Linked DNA regions of Sus scrofa: region 2 is linked to region 1. The links are chromatin contacts, called in public HiChIP or PLAC-seq maps. All regions are on one chromosome and are shown on one strand. Each heading gives the region's core, a stretch centred on a gene start, on an enhancer-like site or on the middle of the called end of the contact. The rest is flanking DNA. Distances are from core to core; before and after follow the strand shown. Region 1 holds the start of KLHL6 (kelch-like protein 6). Region 2 holds the start of YEATS2 (YEATS domain-containing protein 2).

Region 1 (2,739 bases), core at 104-2,603:
TGGGTTCCTGGTTCTGCAACATTCCTACCCCAAGCATTTGCTCAATACGTGGTTCTTAGCTGAACTAAGCAGAACGAGGTGAAGAATTTCAACAAAGACATTTTGAGCATCTACTAGATGCTAGACACTACGTGAAGCCTTTTCCCCCTCTCTTATTTAATTATCACAATGATCCTGAGAGATAAGCATCATTGTCCCCATCTTACAGATGTCAAAACAAAATTCAGAGCATTAAGTGACTTGCTTAAAGTCGCAGGATCGGGAAGGGGCAGAGTGGGATGGAGCCCAGATCTCTTGAGTTTCTTGTAACTAGTGGCCTCTCACTTGTAAAGCACTTTGTAACTGCTTCCCTCCCCACCCACTCCCTGTACACAAACAGAAACCCCCAATTTTCAGCAAGCCATTGGATAACTTTAAAAGAGTGGCCACATCCTTTTCTTACCTCTATTGGTGAACAAAGACAACATTATGTTTCCAACACACTAGTCAGATGAGGGGGAAAATCCCCATGATTTCAATAATTTTCCACCCTCTGGAACAAGGACCTATACCCAGAAGTTTCACCGTAATATATAAACATTACTTTTAAAAGATGAAAGCTCTCTTTTAATATGACTGAAATGCTAATCTCTAAGGTTTAGTAGCTTGCTTTTTTGTATCTCGAGTAGACTCACAAACCTAAATAAATATACAAACCATAAATGCAACAGCCAACTAGTTAGATTAAATTCTCATGTCAGTACAGATTTCCCTTCTGACTTGCACCCAGTTTGAGTCTGGTCCTAGGAGTGCTGACCTGAAATAGTTGCTGGCCGCGGCAAGCACCACGCGGTGGCAGGAGAATTCCTGAATGTCCACACACAAGATGACGTCTGTCAGAGCATTTTCCACGCGGAGGGTCTCCAGGCCATTCTGTAGAATTAAGGAAAGTCCAGTGTCGTCAAACTTTACCTTATCTCCATTTAAGATTTCTACCAGGTCTCCCCTTTTCTGGGGGGGGTCATCTGTAGAAGGTGCCAGGGGCCCTTCCAGACTCTTCTCTACCACGTCGCCCATGGTCCAGGTGCCCCTTTGTCCTGCCATCAACATCCAGACTGAAGGAGCACCCAAGTTTCAGGCAGGTCACATTGCAGAAGCTGGGCGGATTTCCTGTGCAGGGCCCTCCACTTATCACCAGCTGTCACACACACATAACAGGAAGTCTCACACTTTCTCATCCTGTTACTACAAACGCCAGTAACTTCTATTCTTCTTTCTGTAATCATCACAAGTTTAGAAATTACTTAGAAGGGTGTGTAGGAAGGGGCTCCAGAGAAAAGGAGTGGCTTCTAGGAGTCCGCTAAGTGTGCTGTGTGGCTATTTTAGTCCGCCTCCCCCCTCATATCCGTGAGCAGGAAGCCCCTGGTTCTGGTTATTGCATTTGTACTCCTGGTGCTTCTGCAACCAAAGGTGTTGGTGATGGGATGAGCAGGGCGCATTCTAAATCCTCCCCCTCCTTCCTCTCAGGAGTCGGAGACCCCACGATGAGCCCCCCCGCTGAGTCCCTTGGGCACCTTGAAACACTCATGTCCCTTGGGCATTCTCATTTCTGTCATCCCTGCCTGTCTTCTCTCTCTGTCTTGGGGGTGGGTGGGAAACAATGCCATGGCGAATATTAAAGTTCCCCTCCCCCACCCCCAAATGTCTATTGTTCTAGATATGCCTCTGGGGGCAGAGAAAAAATGGAAAAATGGTCTCCAGAGACTCTGTGGCCAGGAAGACCAATCAGGGTAGGTCAATACCAAATTGTCCTAGCAAGTCTCAAATTAGCCTGACCTCACCCGGCATCTATTGGTCAGGCATTTAGTGATGGATCACGAAGTATTTTCATTGCCTCTGCAGGTCTCCATTAAATAACTGTTTGGTTATTATTATTATTAAATGCCTGTTATATCCTAGGAAGTTTACAGGAGGTAGTGTAATTTAATCTTTATAACCACCCCCTGGCATTAAAATGACTTTCCTCATTTTATAGCTAAGGAAACTGAAGCTCTGCTCAAGTGAATAGCAGGGCTCAGTTCTTGGCCCCAAAGCCCCTGTTTCTTCCACCGCCACCAGCCTACCAGAGCTGTAATACTGTGTTGACCCTGCCTCTTTGACATCCATGGAGAGAACTGCTTGCCTCCTATGACTGCCCCAGGGCCCAAGGCCTTGCCAGAGTGGCTTCTGCTGCCCACTCCTGCTTTTATTCACCTTCTAGCAGTGGGGAGCCCTGGCAGTCCTCCAGCTCAGCAGGAGCCCAATCCTTTCTCTCTCATGGTCAGTGGTGACTGAAGCCCTCTCCAGCCATCCCATGTCTGCCTCAGCTTTCTCTTCTTCCATGGATACTTACTCCTAAAAGCGCATTCCTTGCTATTTCCCCAACAGTTATTCTTCATCCAGAGCTCTATCAGTCAAGATGCTTTTGGCTTCAGTGACAGAATAGCCCATCAAAAGTCATTCAAACAATAGGGGTCTTATATTATAAGAAGCCAGAAGTGTGGAGTCCTGGGTTGATCCAGAAGCTCAATGATGTCTTCAGGGACACAGGACTTTTTTTTCCATCTTTCATCCTGTTACCCTCAGTAAGGTAGAAATGTACCCTTATGGTCATTTAGTAGCTGCCATAGTACCAAACATCATGTCTTCACAGAACCCTGGTCCAAAATCAGGACAAAAAAGGGCTGGCCACTTTTTCTCCATCGCTCTTCTTACCAGAGA
Region 2 (2,700 bases), core at 62-2,561, 150 kb after region 1:
CAAAACATGGAAACAACCTAAATGTCCATCGACAGATGAATGGATTAAGATGAGGTACATATACACAATGGAATACTACTTAGCCATAAAAAGACCAAGATAATGCCATTTTCAGCAACATGTATGCAACTAGAGATTCTCATACTAAGTGAAGTCAGAAAGAGAAAGACAAATACCATCTACCACTTGTATGTGGAATCTAATATGTGGCAAAATGAACCTATCTATAGAACAGAAACAGGCTCAGGACATGAAGAACAGACTTGTGGTTGCCAAGGAGAGGAGAGAATGAGATAGACAGGGAGTTTGGGGTTAGTAGATGCAAACTATTACATTTAGAATGGATAGGCAGTGAAAAGTCTTACCGTATGACACAGGGAACTGAGTCCAATCTCTGGGGTTAGAACATGATGGAGGATGATATGAGAAAAAGAATGTGTATATATATGTGTGTATATATATATATATCTAGGTCACTTTGCTGTACAACAGAAATTGGCACAAAATTGTAAACCAACTATAATTAAAAAATGTAAAAAAAAGCTTTTGAGTGCGCATTATGTGCAGTGCACTGGGCTTGCTATTGGAGACACAGGAGTAAATCCTTTAAAACATTTTTATTAAACATTAAATACATCCAAAAATTGATAACATATACATAAGTAAAAAAAATATATAAAGCGAACTCCCTCTAAACCTTGGTAAATCCAACGATAAATCTTTACATAGTGAGAATAGATTGAAGGGGACAGAAACAAATCTCTGGAGACCAAATGGGAGGCTACAGAATCCTCAGGAGGGGAGATGATGGGGTCTATGGCAGGGTAGGACAGAGAGAGGACAAGGCAAGGTTGCGCTTAAGAGATATTTAAGCGGCAAACAATACTTTATGGATTGTTACTAGTTGTATGACCCAGATAAGTCCTCACCTTTCCCAGACTCAGTTTCTGCATCTGTAAAATAGGTTAACAACTATAGCTATTTGTATATCTAGCACAAAGCTTGGTACAAGCACACACACAAATCATAGCTACTGCTGTTACTGCTATGTTAGCTTCATAATTGCCGGGAGAACGAATATTCTGTCTTTGGGCTGAAACTCGCTATCTTCCTCTAAGGAGTAAAATGATACACGGTGATGCCTTTACCAGAACCCGTGACTATTCTCCCCAGACAGAGTGGCCGCGCGGGGCAGTGCCGAGCAGGGCTGTGCGGCGGCGGCGGGGTGAGAGTCTGGGTCAGCTCCAGCTCCGCCGCGGCGCCGGCCCCGCCCATAACCCTGCGAGCTCCGCCTCCGGAACCGCGCGCGCCGCCGCCGCTGCCGCCGCCGCAGCGCGCGCCCCGCCCCGCCCCTGCTGGTGACGTGCGAGCCAAACGGGCCGGGCGGGCTCCACCGAGCCGTGTGCTTCCTCGGGTTCTGGGGTCGCCGGGGCCTCGTGGCGGGGCGGCTCCTCGGGGGCTTGACCTGCCCCCTCCCCTCCCCCGTGCCCTCTCGCGGTGCCCGGCGGGGCCTGCGCTTCAGCCGGAGACCCGGAAAAAGGGTGAGTGTTGGCGGGAGCAGGATGGGACCGCCTTGCGCGCGCTCCGCTCTCCGGGGCATTGTCTGGGCGGGGGCGGCGCGGGCACGTGCGTGCCCCTCCCCCACTCCGCCGCGCCCCCCGCCCCCGGCTGAGGGGAAGGAGGGGGCGGGTGACTGGCGGGGAGAGGATCCGGAGGAGGAGGTTGGGTCCGGATGAGTGTGTGCGGCGGAGGCGTCTCCGAAGCGGGAACCCGGAATTTGGGTGTGTGGAGATATCTTTTTCTTAGCGGCACCGTACTGTCTCAGGGGATAGCGGTCCCTTGAGCCCCAGTGGCCGGAGCTTTTAGGGTGTTAAACGCGGTGGCCTGTGATGGGATTGGGGATGAGATTTGGCCCCAGGACAAGCAAGTTGTGGATTTATTAGCAAGAATCCTGGAATCTCTCTCCAACCTGTCGCCTTCCCTACTGTTCCCCTCCACCGTGAAGGATGAACAGGATGTAAAAAGGTTGGAGGATATTCCGGGGATGATGCCCGAGTTTAAAGCACCAAAGGTGTGAGACAGTGCGGGGTTGGAGTGGAAGGCTTGGGAAAATGAGTACTCGGAAGAAAGGCTGGTTTGGTGGGTTGTGGCCAGATTGCAGGAAACAATGAGGTTTGTATTATAACCTTTTTCTTTTTTTTTTTTCTATTATGAAAGTAATTATGTTAACAAAAATAGCAAGTAGAGGAGGAAAATATCACCAGTAATTCTACAGCCCTGACACATCATTCTTAGAGTTTTGATATATGTTTGCTAGTATTTTCTTTTAAGCTTATAACAGTTAAGGAGTTTTAACTACAATTTTCCATTCCCTTTTCTCATTAACATGTAAAATGTGATGTAATAGCATGTAGTGTTCAGCAATATAATTTGCTCTTAATAAGCAGGGAGCACGTATTCATCATAGAAAAATTTAAAAACACAGGCAAGAAAGTGAGGAAAAGTACCCTTGTTTTTACTGTCTAGAGATATTATCACTGCATGCATATATTTGGCTGTAAATGTTCTAAGATAGGAGCAGGTGAGGGAGGCTGTTTTTAGGATTTGGGTTTTTATGAGAACCTTTGAAGATTTTAAGGCAAGTAGCATAATCTGACTACCGAGAAAGAGGGCAAAAGTGGAAGCTAGGCGATCAGTTAG

What was found. HiChIP or PLAC-seq counts read pairs in DNA pulled down with a chosen protein or histone mark.
Region 2: a contact with region 1 is called in an H3K27ac HiChIP or PLAC-seq map of alveolar macrophages. The contact joins the promoter of YEATS2 here to the promoter of KLHL6 in region 1. A contact is called at or near these places in 1 of 47 Hi-C or Micro-C datasets (embryonic fibroblasts) and 2 of 2 datasets of contacts at active chromatin or transcription factors (alveolar macrophages and skeletal muscle).

Annotation. Positions count from the first base shown.
Region 1 is chr13:121,485,907-121,488,645 of Sscrofa11.1, forward strand. It overlaps KLHL6 (kelch-like protein 6), which reads right to left and starts at 1,354. Exons shown (of 8, transcript XM_021069900.1): 1 at 797-1,354. The coding sequence starts at 1,089.
Region 2 is chr13:121,636,512-121,639,211 of Sscrofa11.1, forward strand. It overlaps YEATS2 (YEATS domain-containing protein 2), which reads left to right and starts at 1,312. Exons shown (of 31, transcript XM_021069912.1): 1 at 1,312-1,541.